3 separate regions of the Oryctolagus cuniculus genome follow, and regions 2 and 3 are each linked to region 1. Evidence: chromatin contacts called from public Hi-C data. All regions are on one chromosome and are shown on one strand. The core of a region is the stretch at or near the end of the contact, and the rest is flanking DNA. Distances in the headings are between cores, read along the strand shown.

Evidence for each region. Hi-C and Micro-C count contacts between places; a contact is called where the count stands out from the background.
Region 2: a Hi-C map of an unstated tissue shows a contact between it and region 1, with 2.2 times the contacts expected there. The contact joins two enhancer-like sites. A contact is called at or near these places in 2 of 6 Hi-C or Micro-C datasets (embryonic fibroblasts and an unstated tissue).
Region 3: a contact with region 1 is called in a Hi-C map of skin fibroblasts, with 2.7 times the contacts expected there. The contact joins two enhancer-like sites. A contact is called at or near these places in 3 of 6 Hi-C or Micro-C datasets (ear pinna, skin fibroblasts and an unstated tissue).

Annotation. Positions count from the first base shown.
Region 1 is chr2:194,437,711-194,442,222 of mOryCun1.1, forward strand. No RefSeq gene overlaps it. Among named protein-coding and RNA genes, the nearest start is that of TRNAK-CUU, 5.8 kb to the right of the region's middle. Within about 2 kb of position 1,976, at least 1 of the 8 cell types and tissues checked has an H3K27ac peak or open chromatin away from gene starts, as enhancers often do.
Region 2 is chr2:194,248,261-194,252,772 of mOryCun1.1, forward strand. No RefSeq gene overlaps it. Among named protein-coding and RNA genes, the nearest start is that of TRNAK-CUU, 200 kb to the right of the region's middle. Within about 2 kb of position 2,566, at least 1 of the 8 cell types and tissues checked has an H3K27ac peak or open chromatin away from gene starts, as enhancers often do.
Region 3 is chr2:194,301,745-194,306,256 of mOryCun1.1, forward strand. No RefSeq gene overlaps it. Among named protein-coding and RNA genes, the nearest start is that of TRNAK-CUU, 140 kb to the right of the region's middle. Within about 2 kb of position 2,652, at least 2 of the 8 cell types and tissues checked have an H3K27ac peak or open chromatin away from gene starts, as enhancers often do.

The sequences.
Region 1 (4,512 bases), core at 726-3,225:
GGCAAACAGTCATTTTAAAATAAAGTCTAACGTTCAAGGTGGAGGATTTAGTTATGCTTTAGCTTCAACTTCCAGTTAAAATGAACAGCTTTGTAAATCCTATCTCTGGAAATCATTCGCCACCCATTCTGAGACCACTCGCATCTTCCGCGGCAAGAGAAAGCGTTTCTACAACGTATGTTTGATTCTCAAGTGGGAACAGTTCCTGCCACAGAACAAAGAAGCAAAAAATTCCAAGTTTAGGTAGACATCCTCCTGCCTAGAACTCCCTTTGTAAGCTTTATTCATCGAGAATTAGCTCATTTTAAGATGAAACCACCCTTTTTTCTGCATTTGGGGCTGAAATAAAATGCCATTAAAAAACAAAAAACCAACTGACAAATAACTCGTGAGAGTCTGCAGCCACCGAACGGAGTCTCCTGAAGACAGAAAGGCAGTGCTTGGCTTATTTTACTTTGGTGATGCTGTCTTAACTTTGGGGGAGGTTAAATTATTCTGAGAGCCATGAACCATCTACATATTTATTCTTTTTAAAGGTTCTGTGGTGTGTTAGCATCTGTATTGCCAGAAAACAAAATTTTCTTCAAAGTTATTCTTGGGCAGGCCTGGGATTCAACCCATATGTCTCACAGTCAGTCACAGCTCAGAGCTTCAATTTCTGACTTGTTCCAAACTTGTCTGCGGCGGTATTGGGTTCCGTGAATGCGTGGCGCCACCTATTGGTGAGGCCTCAGAAGCTCACGCTCCTGTATCAGGAGATGATTTGTTTGCAGTACTGCATAAAACATTATATTTCTGAGGGTTTTCAAAATTGTACAGTGCAAGGGTGAAAAAATATGACTTTCATTAAATTGTTTTTCTGCCATAACTTAAAAAGCATTATTCCTCCACCCAAGTCCTCAGACTGGCTGCATTAGCAGAAAAAGACAACAAAATTGGGATACATATTTTTAATCTAGTCTCCTCGCCTCCTCTTAATATGCTTCCTCCAGAATGTTTTTCTGAATATCTCTCGAAGAGATCAGATCCATGCCTGGAGACTAGCTCTGAAGACAGAGAAGACCACCAGGTCAGCCCAAAGGAAAATACCGACCCAACATTCAGCAGCAAAGCTTTGCCGTTGGCAAAGACAAGTGCGATTTAAAGACCCGAAACTCATTGTGGATGGACAGAGGAACTCATACCACATTGCCCTCCTGCAGGAAGCATTTTTCAAGAAAACATGCACGGCTTCTCTCAGCCTCGGCTCCCCCTGCTTCCCTGAATGCACGCTGGCCTTGCCCTATCTGCACCCCTTTGTACTCCCTGGTACTAAGTGACTGGAAGCCGGAAGCTGCCGGCAAGCTTGGTGTTCTGTCCCTTCCACCAAAATGACAGGGAACCAACTGAAACACGAGTGCTCTTTGCGTTGGCGCGTACGCCTTGACTCATATCTTCCCTTGTGTCTTCACAAAGGTGTTCGCATATGTCCAGGCTCATCAAAATGTATAAATTAAATATGTCTAGTTTGGTATATGTCCATATGCCCCAATAAAGCTATAAAATATCCAAGGCTGGATGGGAGAGAAAAATCACTTTTCCTGTTTCCATTGATCCATCTGCCCAAATGATGGCCATTTTTTTCCTTTTTTTTTTTTTTTTTTTTAATCCTCAGTATAACAAAGAGCATTTGGGCAGCTATTGGTGCTGAAACTCAGCAGTCAGCTCCCTTGTAAATTAGAAGCTGTGGTTGTAAAAACGGATTTGTATATCACCGGGAGTGGAGAGTGTGTCTGCCTTGTAAATTTAATTAAACAGCAGGTGCAAAAATCAGGTCATATGGCTTTGATGTGCCCCGTGCGAGGATGACAACTAGACAATGATTCTCATATGAAGAAATTTGCATACATTTGCATTGGATAGCAGAGAGCACTGGAGCTCTCACCCACTTTCATATTTTATTTCTAGGAAGTTGAATAAGATTTGAATGAGCGGTTTCTATTTAGACAGTGTGGAAAAATACAAGCAAAGGCGCAGCACTCATGCCGAAGACGAAAGGCTCAGCCTGCCGAGGCACACTTGGCAATGCAGTCGCCCTCCCTGAACAATGGAGGATGCCGGGGAAGCAAGAGGACAGAGTGAGAAGAGAAAAGAAGGGGCAGGGGCTGTGTCTCTGCCTCTTCCAGCCCTCCCTCGGCTAGCGTGACCTGGGTACAGATCTTCCTTTCAGGGGATCTATCCTGTTAGAGCCCAGATCATCCCCTTTCTCCTACAGTCAGGGCTATCGATTCTGAAATCATAAAGATTAGCAGATAGAGATGAGCATTCTACAAACATTTGTGTGTGTGTGTGTTTTTAATGTTTTCAAAAATGTATGTACCTGCATTATACAACGTACTTTAAAAAGTTCCTGAAAATTTGAATTAAAAAATCTGTTTGTTTTGATTAAAAAAATATTTGAAAGCCATGCGTCAGAAAGATCTTCAAGAAGTTCATGGACGATGGGTGTTATGAAACAACGATGCATGGTGTTAAAATGAAGTTGCTCCCAAATCGTGTGGATCTTTTACTTCCGTTTTCCGTGGGCTTTCAGAAGGCCCCTCGTCCATGTCTGGCCTGTGAATCAGCAGCAGGCCCCAGGTGCCAAGCAAAAGGGGAAAGTGGGTCCCCACAGTCTTGGCCCCCGTGACGCTCCTGGTCTGGGAGATCCAGACTCAGTGCAGCAGGCGCTCACAGGCACTGACCCTGATGCACACCACCAGGGAAAGAGCCTCTGCGTCCAGGCCAGTCACGTGCATGTGTGCTGATGAGTGACTGTCGGCCGGGGTGGGAGGGTTCTCCCGTTGAAGGGTTTGAAACGAGGCACGTAGGCATCATTCAGCATGCCATTGCCTGCCACGCATCCAGAGTGGGAAGAAAGGCTGGGCAGGTGTCCAACCGTCACACAGCAGGCCAAAGTGGGCCATTCACCCTCAGTGGTCCTCCCCTGAGGCCCCTCTTGAACCATCACAGGGCTGATAGCCTCCACCTACACCCCACACAGAATCGTTTACTGGACTCATCTCTCGGTGGCGGGGGTGATGTTTTCTGAACGTCCAACACAGAACATGTGCTTTCTGAGTGAATATCTAGACTGAGTCGGGGGAGCAGTGCCTGCAAGGTGTGGTCTGGTGCCAGCTGACTCAACACCCACCCACGGAGGCCCCTTCGACTCAGACCAGCCCTGCTTCTCAGAAGCGGGAAATGGCCCCATGCCCTCTGGGGTGCCGGCCTCTAAAGGGCATTTCCTTCCTGGCTCACCCCCTGCCATGTCCCCAGTTCCAGCACAGGCCCATGTGAAACATGGATCAGGGTCACACTTGTCTCCCTGAGTGGCTCTCCTATTTCACTGCAGTCCTGAGGACAAGTCGGGAACTACCTGTCATTCTGACCTCAGCAGCTTGTAAGAAACTCAACACCGGCCGGCGCCGCGGCTCAATAGGCTAATCCTCCGCCTAGCGGCGCCGGCACACTGGGTTCTAGTCCCGGTCGGGGCGCCGGATTCTGTCCCGGTTGCCCCTCTTCCAGGCCAGCCCTCTGCTGTGGCCAGGGAGTGCAGTGGAGGATGGCCCAGGTGCTTGGGCCCTGCACCCCATGGGAGACCAGGAAAAGCACCTGGCTCCTGGCTCCTGCCATCGGATCAGCGCGGTGCGCCGGCCGCAGCGCGCCGGCCGTGGCGGCCATTGGAGGGTGAACCAACGGCAAAGGAAGACCTTTCTCTCTGTCTCTCTCTCTCACTGTCCACTCTGCCTGTCAAAAAAAAAATAAAAAAAAAAAAAAAAAGAAACTCAACACCGAGGCTAGCTGCTTCACAAACATGGCTCAGTAGGCCAAGAAAACTGAATGTGAATGACTCAACAAGCAAGCGTACCGTGTTACCTGGCCTTCCATGTGATCATTGTGAGGCAAGACGGAACTTCTCAGAACTTCCCGCCTCCTACTCACCCTAGCCTAGGATGCAGCTGGGTCAGCACACCAACACCAGGGCTGTCAAGAGGCCAACAGAGCCAAGGTTGCAAAAGCCCCTAGCCAGTGCCTCTGCCCGGGTAGTGCCCACTCCCCCTTGCGGAAGGCTACCCATGTCCTTGTTTGTGTCTGCCATGAGCCATGAAGGGAGGCTTACATGGAAAGCTAAGTAACACGGTACGCTTGCTTGTTGAGTCATTCACATTCAATTTCCTTAGCCCTGGATAGGCGTCCCTCTCTCAAGGTTGTCAGCTACACAGACCTATGTGGACCTAGTGTTACATCTTCCCCGATGCACGCTTTCTGCACGCCATGAAGGCATTGCTCTGTTGAGACTACAGTCTTTCCTGGTTACACAGTGGCTCTCCCGTCAGTGAGCTGTGACCTAGGAATAAAAAGCAGCATTGAAAAACACAGAGATGTTGGTCAAGAAAGCAACAGTCCTAAGAACCTAAACCCAACTCCTAAGAACCTAAAACCCAAGTATTAAAAGTAAATATTGAATTTCCTTCACAATGAAATAAACAA
Region 2 (4,512 bases), core at 1,316-3,815, 190 kb before region 1:
AAAAAAAAATACACCTAAGTAAACTTATGGCGTTTCCTTGTACTCCAGAGTTCATGTCACATAATTTTTTAAAACATTTTATTCATTTGGAAGCATTACAGAGAATCTTTCATCCTCTGGTTCACTCCACAAATGGCTGCAATGGCCAAGGCCGGGCCAAATGGAAGCCAAGAGCCAGGAGCCAGGAACCTCTTCTGGGTCTCCCACAAGAGTGCAGGGACCCCAGCATCTAGGTCATCTTCCCTTTGCTGTCTCAGGCCATTAGCAGGGAGCTGGATCGGAAGTGGAGCAGCTGGGACTCGAACTTGCATCCATATGGGATGCCGGCACTGGAGGTGACGGCTTTACCAGCTACACCACAGCACTGGCCCAGCAACTTTATTTTTAAGTAAATACAGTATTAGCCCCTTGTGGACAGAATGTTCCATGTTCCTCACTGCTGTTTCTGCTACACCCAGAGCAGCCACTGAACTCCGTGAATTTATTGAATAAATGAATTGAACACAAGATTCATCAGTACTAGTGGCTTGTAGACTGTCTTGAAGTTCCTATAAAATGTTTTATAGGTATAATGACAACTTTACCTATTAAATCTTAATAGCTTTCTTTTTTTCTTCTCATATTGCAATGGTTATGATCTTCGGTACTAATCTGAAGATTTTTAAGCATGAAAGAAAGCTGAATTTTCTCCTTATGTGTCTGCATCTATGGAAATGATGACTTTTCTTTAATTCCTGGAGTTTCTGCTGTTTCACCATCCTGAGAGCTTGGGAAGCCCGAGGACCTCTGATCCGCGCCAGGGTGTGGAGCACGTCAGGCACAGAGCAGCCTCGGGCTGAAGTGAGGCCTGAGCTCACCCCAGAGATCAGAGCTTTCCCCCGCACAGGCTCCCCCGACGGTGGTGGTGTTTCTGCTTCACCAGGCGGTCGACGCCTTTAGGAGCCAGATGGACATCGGAGCTGAAGAGCAGGCGGGAGGTGGCGCTGAGCCCACAGCAGGTGTCGCCTCAGTGCAAGGAGCCAGGGAGAACTGGGAGCCGCACCCGTAGTATCAGATACCTGTCCAGAGGAGGTGCAAAACAGCGACTTTAAGTGCTTCCGATTAATCCAAACGTGTAAAAGAAAACATGTGAGGTCCAGATGACACAGCTGTGTAGGCCAGGTGAGGAGCAGGAGCGAGACCTCAGCGTGCTGGCCTGTTTCCTTTTCCGTGTTGATCAGGCAAGGTCAGTTTCTTTCCCTCAGCTTTCTCGGTTGTAAATTATGGGTGATAATCCTTTCCCTGGATTGTGGGGAGCAGACAAGTCTCCTAAGCATTAAAGCAATACGGAAATCAAAGGAATTCACTGTGATTCCCAACCCGGGACTGTTAGACCAGACCAGAGGGAACGTGGGGGGCTGGGGAGGGGGCAACTCAGCACATGTTGAGCGGCCATTGTGAAAGCCACCCCTGAACCACCCCCAAACAAGTAGCCCTGCAAGTATAGGGACTCCAGTGTGCTCTTCTCTCCCTGTTAACCACTAAGGCCAGAATCTGTTAGGGGAGGGGCAACTTAGCACATAACCCCTTAAAGGAAGCAACTGTAAGAGTAGTTCATGAACCAGCCCCAAACAAGCAGCGGCCCGCAGCACGGGTATCCCTCCCTGATGCCAGTATGCCAGGATCTCTTAGGGACCGTTACAAGATGGAGGCGTTAACCACCCCCTGGTCCTTAGAGCTCAGAGCGGGGGTGGGGGGGGGAGAGCAGTTCATTTCCTTTCAGCCCCTGTACCTTAAGCCCCAAGGATGAAGGGTGCCTGGTCCCGTCCTCGGGGGTTTCTGGTCTCAGGCTGGCAATGGGACATCTAAGAGGCCGCCTAGAGGCAGCAGTCAGGACCCTCCCAGGACCCTGCACATGGGCAGGACTGAGTGGGAGTTAGGCCCCAGGGCACCTGGAGAAGCCCCAGGAAGTGTCAATCATCCATAAACTCAGGCAGACACACAGGGCGAACGGTGAAACACCAGGACTCTCCTGCGAGGCTGGGCCACGGGCTGGGCCAGCCTGGCCGTGCACCCCTTGGCGGGCAGAGAGAGGGGCAGGGGCAGCAGGAGGTGCCCTGCGAGGTGCAATGCAGAAGGGGCACTGGGTGAACGAAGGCACCCACTGTCAGTGCCCCGGGGGTGAGCAGGGGGAAGACGGGTTCCTACAGAGTCATCCTCATCCGGCAAGGCCTGGACAGAACTGGACCCACCAGGGACGTCCAGGAAGAGGGGTCACCATCCTCTGGACCAGCGACCAGCCTCATTGTCCAGACAGACTGCTTCTGCAGGCTTCGGGCCCCCTGCACCCCTCAGGGCACGCTCAGGGGACGCTGCGGGCAGGGGCTCACGAGGACGCCCGCCCAGCCCCCGCCGCCCCTGCGGAGACCGGAGCCCGGCGCGGCCCACACCTGCGGTGACGTCAGCCGGCCTCACCTGCGCGCCGGCGGAAGCGCTGGGGGCCGGCGCGGGGGGCGCATCTGCGCGCGCCACAAACGAGCCCTTCTCCGGCGGCGCGCGGGCCCTGATTAGCATGCAGGGCGGCGCGGGAGGGCGCGGCGCGCAGCTGGACGGCGGCTCGGCGCGGGCCTCGCAAGGCGCCGCTCGCACAGCTGGAGGGAAGCGCGCCCCGCGGCCCCGGCCCGGGCGGAAGCGGCCGCTCACCCAGCTGTCGGGCGCTTGCAATGCACAAAGCCCCGGCCCCGTGCAGGAAACGCGGGTGGCCGGGTCTGGGGGGGAGCTTTCAATAAGTCTTTCAGAGGCCCGCAAAAAAAAAAAAAAAAAAAAAAAAAAAAAAACCGGTTCCGGAGAGGCCGCAGCCCGGGAGGCTGGAAGCCGGCCGGGCAGGACCGCGGAGAGCCCGCACCCAGGAGCCTGGACTGAGCCCGCAGGCCCAGCGCCCCCACCCCCGTCTTTGGGGGCAGCCTCCCTCGCCCCCCACTGCACGTGTCCGTCTCTCTGCTCCCGGAAGGCAGCCCAGGGCCCCACGCAGAATTAGGGGTCCTACTGCTCTTTCAGGTGGCCTTTGACAAACCTGGGTTCAGGTCCCATCGCTGGACACCTGTGCGTCAGTGACCTGGCACTGTCCATGGAATGGTGGTTCCCAGGTCCCCCTGTAGACAGCAGGTGAAAGGCAAGAGCAGGGTGAGGGGGAATTCTGGACTCGGGATTCCTGGTGCCTGAGAGCCCGGGACTCAGCGCAGGATGGACTCGCGGCGCTCCAGGAGGAAAGAGCCAGGCGCTGGAGCTGGAGTAGGGCCTGCCGGGGCTCCTGTGGGCGGCCTCCTGCACTGAATTGCCCAGGTGCAGTCCATGGTCCTCGCTGCCTGCACCAGGGGGCCGCGTCCAAGCCTGCCATTTCTGATGCCACACTCCCTTTGGACCTGCTTGGTGTGTTTTTCTTCCTTCTGTTCCTAGATGACGTCTTTAGCAGCCCTCGGGACACTGGGGGAGAGGGAGCGTTTTAAAATAAATAGCGATCAATAATAGCGGTTTTCTTAATCAGAACATCAACATAGCGGTAAACTCATGTCCAGCCCTGTGTGGACCACACCCGGACAGCAGGCTCGAGGTGAGGCCTCCCCTTGCCTGGACCGACGCTCTGGTTGGCTCCTTCTGCCTTTCTCTGTGTGGAGCTGCCTTCTCTCTCCCATGCTGCTGCCTGCAAAATGCGATCAAGGGCTGGGACACAAGGGACGTGTCATCCCGGGCTTTTGTCCACGCACCGTGGCCCCGCAGAGGCCCGGGGCTGGCCCTCCTGCTCCTGGGGCCCTCATTCCCTCTGCTCGTTTCCGAGCCCGGCAACTGCAGCTCTCTTGGTGCAGGATCACGGCAGAGTGCAGGCGGGACAAGGACCACGGTGGTGAGTTCCATAGAGAGGCTCATTTAAGGAGTGGGTGAGATTTCAAGGCACAAAGGGTAGCTGGAGTCTAGCTGGCGTCCCAGCAGAGGGAGTCCGTGTGGGAGGAAGGGAGCTGCTGGGGGCTGGAGGAATGGAGGCAGAGGTGGAGGAGGAACTTCCTGGAGCTGCTGTCCCTGACTGGCTCCAGAGGCCTGGAGGAAGGAGCCAGGGACCGAAATGATGCTCTACAGCACTGCCGAGAGAGAGAGCACAGCTCAGCGGCTGCCTGCACAGACTGTGCAGAGGGGAAGGAGCGGGCCCTCTCCCCTCTCGGCTTGCAGTCTCTCTACAGCCCTGGCCACGGGGGAAGGCGGCGTGGGGGCCACACACTTCCCTGCAGCACGGGCTCCTCCTGCGAGGTTGGGCTTGGAGTTGAGTGACGGCCGCTTGGTACTCAGTGCCCATTCCTGAGGGTCTCCGAGATTTCCTTCTTCAAAACCCGGGCATCAGACTTCTTCCTCCAGGACGCAAGTCCCCAGACCGGAGGTAGTCTGACCCGTCTCGCGCCCTGTCCACTGCCTGTGCCTGGTCCCTGCAGGGCAAACACACACGTCTGCCCCAGGGTCAGTGCCCTCTTCACTCCCTGCTGCTGG
Region 3 (4,512 bases), core at 1,402-3,901, 140 kb before region 1:
TCAGGTACACAAAGGTCCAGACTGTGTAGTGGCATCGGATGGCCCTGACCCATTCTCTGCCTGTTGCCTGAATGCTTTGTTCTACCTCCTGCCCTTTGCACATAGTGTTCATTCTACACAAAGCAAAATGGCACCCAACAATGGCGCTACCCCAGTCTTTGCATTTCCCGCATGTGTCATGTCTTCTTAAGTGTTGTTCCAAGCATCTCTGCACATCAAAAGCCATCTTGAGACACCTGTCACTACAGGTGTTCTTCATCCACTTCTCTCTCCAGCCTCCATGGAGCCAACCACCAGAACCGCCAGTGGCTCCCATGTCATGTCTTTGCTGAAGCTGCATCCTTGGTCCCCACAGACACTCCTGCTGCACTTGCTGTGTGCCTTTTTGGGGAGAGAAATACACAGAGGCCTCGGCCCCACTCCCAGACTGATTTTGAGGCACATACAGAAGCTTGAGTTATTATCGTGTGCCCACAATGACTGGCACCTAATAGAAAATACCAGTTCAGTGAAGGATAATGGAGCATGACTCTGGAAGACAAATGGTGGGTTTGCATTTGTTGTAGGACTGTACAACCACATGCAATAGGATATAGCTCACATTTATTTCTGCAGGGGATACTGTCCATTGGTTATTCTCTCATTGCTTGAATGTCCTGTGGCTCTGCTGACTGAGTGGCTGAAATTACCAGCGACTTCTCTCATGGTGCTGGAGGCCACAGGTCTGTGATCAGGGCCACAGGCCCTCAGCAGCCAGTACAGGGGTTCAGTTCTCATCTCTTCCAGCTTCTGGTGTCTCCAGGCTTCCCTTGGCTTGTGGATGTCATAGTATCTGCCAGGTCACAGTTCCTTCTATCCCCCAGCAATGTCCAGTACCTTGGAGACTTAGTCCATTAAGCTTACGACAATTTCATTTTGTCCCTTATTTTCACCCCCTCCTGTTGCCTTTGTCATTTGAAAGCATATTTTATAGTTGAAACCATAGCCAGCACTGGGGCAGCACAGGATTCTGGGGGCCTCCTGGCCCTTCAGGTGTTAGCTTCTCGGTGGTGGTGATAAGAACCCAGGCAGCTGTGCACGTGCACACACGCGCACACAGGAGCACACATGAGCACACACACACAGAGTTTCACAGCCATGGTGGCAGCAGGAAGATCTACAAAGCAGGTGGGAGCAGACAGAGAGCTGAAGAGGTGTTCTGGGAGCCAGGATGTGAGGAAGATCTTCACCGGCCCCAGTGTAGCCCGGGAAGGGCACAAAGATAACCAGTGAGTCCTGTGCAGCATCACATCGGGCAAGTGAAGGGAGCAAATGGGATACAGAGTTGGGTTTGCAAACCAGGCAGGTTGTGGCTGCAGATGGCACCAAAAGAATGGGAGCCACAAACAACAGCACGGTGCTGGTGCTATTCCGTTTGAACACTGATGGAGTTTGCTTTCATTGCTATTCCCTGCTGGGACTCCAGCTGTGCCAAGTTGAGGGGCAGACTCAGGGGAGGTGGCTGAGCCAGCAGCTGGCGACAGTGGACACATGCTATGTGGCCGGACGACAGTGGACACACGCTACGTGGCCGGGTGACAGTGGACACATGCTATGTGGCTGGGCGACAGTGGACACACGCTACATGGCCAGGTGACAGTGGACACACGCTACGTGGCCAGGTGACAGTGGACACACACTATGTGGCTGGGCGACAGTGGACACACGCTACGTGGCCAGACAACAGTGGACACACGCTACGTGGCCGGGTGACAGTGGACACACACTATGTGGCTGGGCGACAGTGGACACACGCTACGTGGCCGGGTGACAGTGGACACATGCTACGTGGCCAGGTGACAGTGGACACACGCTACGTGGCCAGGTGACAGTGGACACACACTACGTGGCCAGGTGACAGTGGACACACACTACGTGGCGGGGCCTGCATGAAACAGAGCAGGGTGCTCTCAGGGCTGCTGCGTGAGGGGCTCTGGGGACAGCTGTGAGGGCATGCGAGGGTTTCTTTCCCCCAAGGCCCCAGTGCTTTGAGCTGCAGGGAATGGACAGCTGGGCTGTGGGAGGTGCATCTCATCCCCTGGCCTGTGCTCACTCCAGAGCAGCTATAGGAGGTCAGCCTGGCATGGTTTCCACACTACCAGCCAAGGGCCAGCCCGTGGGCTGTGCACGGAGGACCAGATGCTGGGAGGAAGTACGGCTGCAGCAAGAGCCCATGTTTTCAAAACATTCCTCTGCGAAGATGGAGACTCCCGGGGAAATGCCAGCTCCCTCACCTGGAGTTCAGGAAGTGTGCCAGGCAGGAGGCACAGGGAGTGGAAGCTTTGGGGGCAAGCCTGAGCCTCCGGAGCCTTCGGGATCCCAGAGCCCCGCTGGGCTGTGGGGCTTTGCTGTCCGCATGGCCTGCAGCCCCTCCTCCTCTGCTTGGGGCTCCACAGAAGGCATCTCCCCCAACGGAGATGCGGGGCCTCCCCAGACAGCTTCAATGTCTTGTGTCTGGAGGACCAAGCTTGGTCTGGCTCACCGGCTGGGATGCCAACAAACGCGTGCTGGCCTCGGGCCCCTCCAGAAGTGCAGTCACCCACACGCTGTCCAAAGGTGGGAAACAACCCTCTCTGTGCCTGCGGACGAGGCTGTCGCTGGGCCGTGAGCTGAATTTCGCACGGAGCCCATGCGTCCGTGGGTGGCTAACACTTTCCTTCCGTGCTGTTTTCTGGATGCTCGCAGAATTCGTCTGAACATAGAATGCCAGATTTTCCCAATCTACTTTCCTGTAAGTAACAGAGCAGTAGTTTCCCTCCAGACTCGGAGGGGAACTGGGAGCTGTAGGCATGGTGAGCCCTAGGCAGGAACAAAGCCGAGAGCTGGGAAATGTAGCCACGAAATCCTGTCCTCCCTCTGATGATCCTGGACCGTCTCTGAGCCTCTGCCTTAGTACCTGCACCAACAGGAACAGAGATGCTGAAAGGGGAGACACACTGGTCGGGAAGCAGCGTCGCGGCTGGAACATGGGCTTGCTGGCTCCTAGCCTGGCAGCTGGGGCTCCAGACTGCCCCAAGCACTGAGCATGGAGGGCTCCCTGGTGACTGCCTCCCAAGAAAGGTTTCCAGGCACCACGATTAATCGCAAGTTGGCATGAGGCTGGGGGTTAGCACTGAGCCGTTAATGCTTTTGACATTTGTCCAGATTAAAGATAATCCATCGTTCCGCGTCTCAGAGATCTTCCTGGGGCTCCCAGTTCTCTCTCTCTCTTTGGGTTGTGCTCTCCCTGTTGCTGGACACACGTTGTTTTGGCCAAAGCAGAGCTCAGCAAATAAGACAGTGGGAGCACCTGGACGTGACGGGCAGCTTCTCTCCGGGCTGTCTCTCTCTTCCTTCTGCTCCTCCTCCTGTCTGCCCTTACTTTCCTCTTTCATTCTTCCTCTCTCTTCGTCTGTTGCAATCTTCTGAAACTCAGAACACTGCCCAGCAGGGACCCAGGTGTGCACACAGCAGCCTCCCTTTGATTCCCCGGGCGTTCAAAGAGTCTCTGAGTCTCTCCTTCTCCCAGAAACACTCCTGCGTAACAGGCTATGCCTCTCTGAAGGCACTGAAGGGCTCTTAGGCCACCTCAGATTGATTCAGATCTATTTATAACACAAGCCTGTGGAATGACAGTCTGTGGCAGGAGAGTCCCCACGGCAAAGCGGTCAGGTGAGCCACAGCAGAACACCTGCAAAGTGCCAGGCTCTGCTGGGTGTGCTCAGCTGACCACACCCCATGCTGGCACCACCGGAGAGCTGGTACCACTCTCGTCAGTTCCTAGGTGGGGACGCTGAGGCTCCCAGATCAGGTCACCTGCACAGTGACTGCACAGGTGCTGACTCCAAGCCAAGGAGGATTTCGGCCGTCACAGTTCTGGGTTGTCAGAGGCCATCAAACACGGTGCTAGGTCCTAGATCTACCCCGATTGCAAGGTACAAGCAATGGTTGTGTTTGCCCAAAGCCAAAGACCTCTCGTGCCTTTCACAGCACCCCTGTACTTAGACTAAAAATGGCAGACACTCAACAGGTCTGCGTGACACGGGTGTGAAGCTCCATGTGGACAAGGGAAGGCTCAGGGGATCTCCAGACCCCCCGCCTGCATCCAGGACTCTGCACCAGTGGGAAGGTGGACAGGGAAGCACGTTCAGGCTCTGTGCAGCTCACTTGCTTACATCTTGACCATCTTTGGATGGTCACCAGAGAGGAACCCTCATGAGTGGGGCTGTAGATCATGCAGGCCCCAGGAGTGGGTCACAGTAGGGCTTCTTGTTCTGACACACACTGTGCCCATGACCAGTCTTCCACTGAGGAATCTGAGAGCTGGATCTGGGTCCCTCACTGGCCCGAGGTCACAGCTAGGACTTCTGAACTTCTGAGCAGAAATGGACATGGACAGGGAGGACTGAAAGCAGAGTGACAAGCGTGCAAGGACAAGACGCACCCATGGGCACGGCGGCAGCCCTGACTCTTCCTGGTTCCAGAGCCCGGGTC